Regions from separate parts of the Pan troglodytes genome. Here region 2 is linked to region 1. A link is a contact called in public Hi-C data. All regions are on one chromosome and are shown on one strand. Each heading gives the region's core, a stretch centred on a gene start, on an enhancer-like site or on the middle of the called end of the contact. The rest is flanking DNA. Distances are from core to core; before and after follow the strand shown. Region 1 overlaps KIF1B (kinesin family member 1B). Region 2 holds the start of NMNAT1 (nicotinamide nucleotide adenylyltransferase 1).

What was found. A called contact is a pair of places that touch in the nucleus more often than the background predicts.
Region 2: a Hi-C map of stem cell-derived neural progenitor cells shows a contact between it and region 1, with 2.9 times the contacts expected there. The contact joins the promoter of NMNAT1 here to the enhancer-like site in region 1. A contact is called at or near these places in 1 of 7 Hi-C or Micro-C datasets (stem cell-derived neural progenitor cells) and 1 of 1 datasets of contacts at active chromatin or transcription factors (stem cell-derived excitatory neurons).

Annotation. Positions count from the first base shown.
Region 1 is chr1:221,657,271-221,661,173 of NHGRI_mPanTro3-v2.0_pri, forward strand. KIF1B (kinesin family member 1B) reads right to left here. Exons shown (of 47, transcript NM_001374455.1): 30 at 2,040-2,130. Among named protein-coding and RNA genes, the nearest start is that of PGD, 60 kb to the left of the region's middle. Within about 2 kb of position 1,906, at least 8 of the 24 cell types and tissues checked have an H3K27ac peak or open chromatin away from gene starts, as enhancers often do. A contact at or near this core is called in stem cell-derived neural progenitor cells, where this site is marked.
Region 2 is chr1:222,046,650-222,050,552 of NHGRI_mPanTro3-v2.0_pri, forward strand. It overlaps NMNAT1 (nicotinamide nucleotide adenylyltransferase 1), which reads right to left and starts at 2,050. Exons shown (of 5, transcript XM_016953779.4): 1 at 1,962-2,050. It overlaps LZIC (leucine zipper and CTNNBIP1 domain containing), which reads left to right and starts at 2,190. Exons shown (of 7, transcript XM_001161245.6): 1 at 2,190-2,363.

The sequences.
Region 1 (3,903 bases), core at 656-3,155:
CTCCCGGGCTCAAGCAATCCCCCTGCCTCAGCCTCCGGAGTAGCTAGGACTACAGACATGCACCACCATGCCTGGCTAATTTAAAACAATTTTTTGTAGAGACAGTATCTCACTATGTTTCCCAGACTGGTCTTGAACTCATGTGCTGAACTGATCCTTCTGCCTCAGCTCCCAAAGTGCTGGATTACAGGCATGAGCCACTATGCCTGGCCCAATTTTACTGCTGCTGAGTGTCCAGTATCTGCTGGGTATTTTACTATGCAGGCCTCTTGCAACAAAAAACAGGGGATCCCCTATGTTGTTTTTAATTCTAAAGTAACTTTCGCCAGCTTCAGGTATTCAAGATCTTCCATACTTTGCCTCAACTGATCTTGGCCCCTGTTGTCCTTCCCACACTTACTATTCTGGCTCACTCACTCACCTGCTGCTCCTTTCACCTGCTCTCTCCTCAGCTGTGCCGAGGACTGGCCCAGGCTGCAACCCTGCCTGGAAGGCCCTTCCAGCACATCCATGCATGTACTGACTATGGCCTATGTGCCAGGCACAATGCCAAGTTTGACACACCTTTTCTTGCTTATACTACATCCTTCAGGGAGCTTCCTATTCCCTTTCTCCACCCAACTATCCTCCCCAACAAGAAGTAATTTAAAATAGCTTTCCATTAATAGAAATAACTTTCCCTTTCTCCACTCCCACTGCATTTAGTGAATATTTTCTCATGTTCATCTTTGCATGACTGGTGTTTATGTATGCATTTTATTTCCCCTATCATGATTCGAAGCTCACTGGGAGCATCTGAGATTCATCTGCATTCCCCAGTTGTCAGGCACAATCCTTGTGCACAGCAGCTGATCAAAGTTTATCAGATACATGCTTGCTTATATTTATACCAACATGAAAAAGAAGATGGCATATTTTGTGTTTGCTTGTTCCATCTTTGAAGTTCTCCTTTCCTCTCTTACTTTAGATAGCAGACATGGTTAGCAAGAGAATGAGAGACAGTTTCATGTAGTAGTGAATATCCTGAATACCAGAGCTACATTTCTCTGAGCTTAAGTCCTATCTCTGCCTCTTGTAACACTGATGAGTAACTTTATTTTTATTATTACTTTTTTATTTTTTTTGAGATGGGAGTCTCGCTTTCTTGCCCAGGCTGGAGTGCAGTGGCACAATCTCAACTCACTGCAACCCCCCCATCCTGGGTTCAAGCAATTCTCGTGTCTCAGATGGGATTTCACCATGTTGGCCAGGCTGGTCACAAACTCCTGACATCAAGTGATCCACCTGCCTCGGCCTCCCAGAGTGCCGGGACAGGTGTGAGCCACTGTGCCCAGCCTGATGAGTGACTTTAATTGCTCTATGCTTCAGTCATCTCAGCTAACACAGGGATTATCTTAATCTATGGTATAAAGGTAAAGATTAAATTACACAAAAACTCTCAGAACAGTGACTAACACAAAATAAACTCTCAGTGAATATTAGCTATTGTGATGAGGATAATGACTTTGGAATAGAGTTTGAATGAAATTTCACATAAGAGAGGGAAGGGTCTGTTTTCTTACTCCACGTTGGAATACAGTTGTAAAGGGCATTAATGTGTTAATTATACTATCAGTTGCAAGGAAAACAGATCTAAATCTTAATTTAGCTACAGAAGGTATTTGATATTTTTTGTTATTTGCAATCGAGCAACATAAGTATCTTAGGGTTTAAAGGACAATGCATTCACTTTAATAAAACTCTTATTAAGCATGCTTATTTTTCTAGGACAGAAACACTAAAACAACTCATTGCATTCAAACTGATGGAAGATTTTATTGGCAGACGAACCCACATTCACTAGGCCCATTGTAATACAGACAAGAAGGCTTGCTGCTCAGGCCACTGTGGATGACCTCACCACTCTAGCCACGCCCTCTATTGTCTACTCTCCCCCTGCACAGCCAGTGACTTGTACCTCTTCTTATCACCCTTCCTGGGCTGAGAAAGCCAAGGTACCAGAAAAACATATGTTTGGCAAAAAGGTCCATGTCACTTACATTCTGCACATGATAAAAGGCCAGGGGACTTCCTCTGCCATTGTTTTTGAGGGGCTCCGTGGAGAATGCTTCATCATGGCGATGCAAAAAGCTTCATAAAAAAAATAAAAAGACTCGTGAACAATGCATTAAACGGTTTTATCAGAATCTGTTTCAAGAGCCCAATGTGGATCCTATAGAAAGAAGCATTCCACTTAAGCAGATTCTTTAAGTTATTTACATTCCTTGTCAAGAACCTTTTCCATATTGCACAGAGGGCATTTTAGATTTTATTTCAAAAATGACTGAAAAATTAACTGACCCTGATCACTTAGCTATATGGAGGTATATGCAAGAATGCTTTAGAGAGAGTGAAGAAGTACATTCAATTAACTCCTCTTCCTTTGTAAAAGCTTTTTACTAAAAATAAAAACAATGTCATTTTGTACAGACAAAATTTAGCAGACTCAAGCTTCCACAGTTAGTGCGAGAGCCTGTGGATGGCATAGTTACCTAAGAGTCTGTTGTGGATTCAAATGTCACCTCTTCCAGGCAGCCTTTCCTGACTTACCCTGACAGTTTTGTGTTCCCACATTACTAGTAATGTTTTTTTCCTTAATAGCAATGATTTCACTGTAATAATGTATTTATATGCCTCTCTCCCCCAGACAGCAAGCGTTTTCCCACAGGTCTCGACACACGGAAGATACTCTGGAAAGATTTGTTAAAACAATGGGCTATATTTAGTTATTTTCACAGATAGTGAGATGTTATCGTTTTCTCTCTCTCTCTCCCTATTATTAGTCTGAAATAAAAAGAACTGCACAGTTAAAGAGGACCCAACACAAAGATTTACTGCCAGATAGAAAAATCCATCAGAAGGACACCCCTTCCATCAAGAAAAAATGGAGAAAAAGAAACTATTTTCAATTGGGGGGACAGACAGACTGGTAGTATGAACTTGTTGTCTTCCAAATTAGTTCACCCGTCTGAGAACACTAGCATGCTTTTGCCAAGTGCTCCAAATCCCTGATTCCTGTATTGCTGGCACTGCAGCACTCTTGGGGTTCCCTGACGACAGGTGAACTCATTCACAGTGCTCTGCAGCCATACCTTCCCGGCACAGGCCAGAGGAGCGACTATAAAAACACAGGACGCCTTTGAGGCTGCTTTCAACAGAAGCAACATGCCCTTTTCCCCAGAGCTAACACCAGGTAGAGATGCTGCTCTTTTTAGGAGATTGTAGGACAAAGGTCAGCTCACTATTATTTGTCACTTCAGACATCAGTTAACCAAATAGATGTTTTCCATAAAACGTATCAGTTGCCTGATTAGAATAATAGCAACAGTTCCAAAAAACAGATTCATCTGGTGAACACTATCCTGCCCTAAGTTTGAGGGTATGAGTGAAAACACATTAAATAGGTGAAATCAATGCTCAATGGGTAATATTCCAACAACTATGACTTGTAGCAAATGATATTAGTGGCTTACTATATAGTGATCACATTTAATTTAAATCACATTTGACTCAATTTTCTGTGATAAAACCTATACAAAAGCTTTATAAACTGCACTAGGACCCATGGGACGGCCAAGGCACATTCTGAGGGGAGAGGGATGGCAGAACCCAAAGCAGCCTCTTGGTGGCACCAGTGGCAAACTGAGGGCGGTAGGTATGAAGGGGTCAGACTTCAGTCTCTTGTACTGTGGCCCTTTCCAAGTACTGAAAAGACAAATTGAAGTTTGGAGGTATTAAAACTGAAGATTCACAAAAAAATGTTTTCCTGGGGCAGTCTTGAGAAGAAAGCATCCAGAGCACAGGGTTTGAGAGGGCCGCGGGAAAGAGCAAGTCCTATGTAGATGAGAAATGAGAGGTATCACA
Region 2 (3,903 bases), core at 800-3,299, 390 kb after region 1:
GCTGGGATTACAGGCGTGAGTCACTGCACCCGGCCGACTTTTGCAAAGGAAATTCTTTGAATCTGAAGTGTCTTGCAAGGTAGAGGCTATTGCAACCATTTCAACTAGTGTGTCAACAGTCTTCTCTAAGGTGGGCTAGAAAAATGGTTTCATATTCAAATTATAACTCTGAAAAACAATTGATGGTAATAAAGAGATTCCACAATCAGACAGAACTAAGAGAAACAATTAGTTTTGGTAGAGTTCTGTGGTAATCACAGTTAGAAGTTTATCCTGGGTAGCTGAAATATAACTAACTTCAGACTCCAGGTCTGTCGGTGGCTTGTGCCAATCACCACAACACTTTGAGGGGCCAAGGCCGGAGGATCGCTTGAGCCCAGGAGTTCAAGGCTGCAGTGAGCTATGATCACACCACTGCACTCCAGCCTGGGCAACACAGCTCTTGTTTTTTAACAAGACATTGTTACTTAAAAAAAGACTGCCCTGATGAAACAATTCTACCATGAACACTGATGTTGTTCTGTGGACTACTTCAGGAAGATGGACTAAGACCATCATTAAATAGTTCCAACCAGTTTCTGGGTAATTTTATTTTTAATTTTTTGTTATGAGGGTCTTGCTATGTTGCCCAGCCTGGGCTCAAATGATCCTCCCACCTCGGCCTCTCAAAGTGCTGGGTTTACAGGTGTCACACCGCGACAGCCAAGGGTAACTTTTTTTTATTTTTATTTTTGAGATGGAGTCTCGAACTGTCGCCCCGGCTGGAGTGCAATGGCGCGATCTCGGCTCACTGCAACCTCCGCCTCCAGGATTCAAGCGATTCTCCTGCCTCAGCCTCCCGAGTAGCTGAGATTACAGGCGCCCACCACCACGCCCGGCTAATTTTTTGTATTTTTAGTAAAGACGGGGTTTCACTATGTTGGCCAGGCTGGTCTCGAACTCCTGACCTCGTGATCCGCCTGCCTCAGCCTCCCAAAGTGCTGGGATTACAGGCGTGAGCCACCGCGCCCGGCCAAGGGTAACTTTTTAAGAGCTGCCCTACAGCTCATTACCTCCTTCTCAAGGAGCATGAGTGTCAAACCACCTCCAGCAAAGTAGATGTAGTCTTTTACAGATTTGGAAAGAAGGATTTAGGAGGAAAGGGAAGTCGTTCGGAATGAAGGATTTCCTCCTCTGACGCCCAGCCGTCCCCCGTTAAGCCTAAAGGTGCCAGACCTCAAGACTCTTCTAGAAAGAGATTTTTCCTTTCCAAGGTGAATCCATCTGTTCCGAAGGTCAGAAGCTATTTTACCGAAGTTTTCCGTTCCACTGAAAAAATTAAGGGTCAATCAAAGCTCCTTGCCCCAAACCTGAATATGAGCTTGCCTCGGGTCATATTCGACTCTAAAGACTCCACCACACCATCTTGGACTCCCCTATATCTAGGACAAAAAGGGACCAGTTTCTCAGGGGCTCCTTGCGGGGAGCTTACCGCGCCCTCACTGTCCGCCGGCCCGAGTGCTACCGGAGATCACCAGCGGCCCGGACGCCAGCGAGTGGAACATCTCGGTCGCACTCTCATTGGTTCCAGGGGGCCGGAAGTGCGTGCGTCCAGCGGAAGTGCTCCCCCGGCGCGGTCCGCCAGGCCAGGGCCCTCAGGTAGGCGGGGCCCCTGGCCCTAAACTCTGGGACTGGCGGGCGGTCAGGCGGCACAGGGGGGATCCCGGGGGCCTAAGGAGGTTGTCCCAGTTTTTGTCAGGGAGGCCCGGAAGGAGTTTCGGGGACCGTGGGTTTACGGCTACCTCTGGTGGCAATTGGGGCCTGTTGGAGCCCGGCCGCCGCGGGACCTACGTGCCGGACTTCAAGTTCCCGCGTGGGGTGGGATTTGCTGCGGTGGCCGGAGCTGATTCTTCACCCAGTCCTGTTGGTTCTGGGCCAAACCCTCCTCACTTTCAAGAAAGAGGCGTGCTCTCCGCCCTTACCTTTTCCAAGCCTCTGGGTTTGACGCCATCCCTCAAGGCGTGTCCGGATGCGGGATTGTCCTCAAAGACCCTCTCGGCCTCGCTAGGAAGAAACTCAGAAAGGCTGCGGTAGGCGCAGTCGAGGGGGAAAGTGCCCCCGTCCTTGATGTCTCAGGCTGCTCAAGTGGAAGTTACCTGGACTGCCTTAGGGCAAGTTTATATATAGCAAATACAATTACTTGTTAATGGTTTCCTTTTTTCCAGCATCTCCACCCCGAGGTGGTTTGAACTTTGAGCCTTTTGTAGTCCTGATGAATAATTTCATTTTCCTGAAGTTTATGACACTCGGAACGTCAAGAACTGGAGGTTTGTGCAATTTGAGACCGGTCGGCACTGTGCAGAGATCAGAGTACTAAGAGACAGGTGAGCATGAATGAGGACCCTCCGCTCCAGATACAGTGTCTGAGAGCGGTTTCTGTAGTTTCGTAAAAGTGCACCACATTTAGTGACTACTAGGTGGTGCCAACGAGTTTATCTTTCGGGGATAAATCTCAACTAATGTAGTACCAGGTTAAGGCTTTTAAAATGCACCCATTTTTACTGAAATGTATTCAGAATAGCTTTAGCTCCTTAAAATATGTTGAGCCTTTATATACGTGACCAAATTATCGACGTTCTATTCTGTATTAGGTACTGAGAAAGCTGAGAGAGGAATCAGACTCATATTCTGTTCTCCAGAGTTTAGTCAGAGGAGATAACGTATTATAATAAAATCATATATAATTAAAGGCAGAAATAAGTGCTAAATAGAGAATAAGATTTGAGCTGGGCGCGGTGACTCACGCCTGTAATCCCATCACTTTGGAAGACTGAGGCAAGTGGATCACCAGAGGTCAGAAGTTCGAGACTCGCCTGGACAACATGGTGAAACCCCATCTCTACTAAAAATACAAAAATTAGCCAGATGTGGTGACGCATGCCTGTAGTCCCAGCTACTGGAGAGGCTGAGGCACGAGAATTGCTTGAACCCAGGAGGCTGAGGTTGCAGTGAGCCGAGATCGCGCCACTGCACTCCAGCCTGGACGACAGAGCGAGACTCCGTCTCAAAAAAAATTAAAAAAAAAAGATTTGAATGCTAAAGAAGAAGCAATCAATTCTCATTATTCATCTACCAGTTGTTTATTCGGCACTTTTTGTCTGTCCAAGATTGTGCTGGATGCTGGTGTATAAAGAAAAGGTAAAGGCCGGGTGCGGTGGCTCACGCCTGTAATCCCAGCACTTTGGGAGGCCGGGGCAGGCAGATCACGAGGGCAAGAGATCGAGACCATCCTGGCCAATATGGTGAAACCCGTCTCTCCTAAAAATACAAAAATTAGCTGGGCGTGGTAGTGCGTGCCTGTAATCCCAGCTACTTGGGAGGCCGAGGCAGGAGAATCTCTTCAACCTGGGAAGCGGAGGTTGCAGTGAGCCGAGATCGTGCCACTGCACTCCAGCCTGGCGACAGAGTGAGACTCCATCTCAAAAAAAAAAAAAAAAAAAAAAAAGGTAAGGGCTGGGCACGATAGCTTACACCTGTAATCCCAGCATTTTGGGAGGCTGAGGCGGGCGGATCACCTGAGGTCAGGAGTTTGAGACCAGCCTGGCCAACATGGTGAAACCTCATCTCTACTAAAAGTACAAAAATCAGCTGAGCGTGGTGGCGGGCACCTACATTCCCAGCTACTCGGGAGACCGAGGCAGGAGAGTCACTTGAACCCAGGAGGCAGAGGTTGCAGTGAACCAAGATCATGCCACTGCACTCCACCTGGGTGACGGTGAGACGCCATCAAAAAAAAGAGAAAGAGGAAAGAACGAACGAACGAACGAACGAAAGAAAAGGTAAAATCCCTACTTAAATAATTCACAACCTAGTGATTGGGAGGAAATCAAGGAAGACCTTGTAGAGAAGGTGACGCTTGAACTA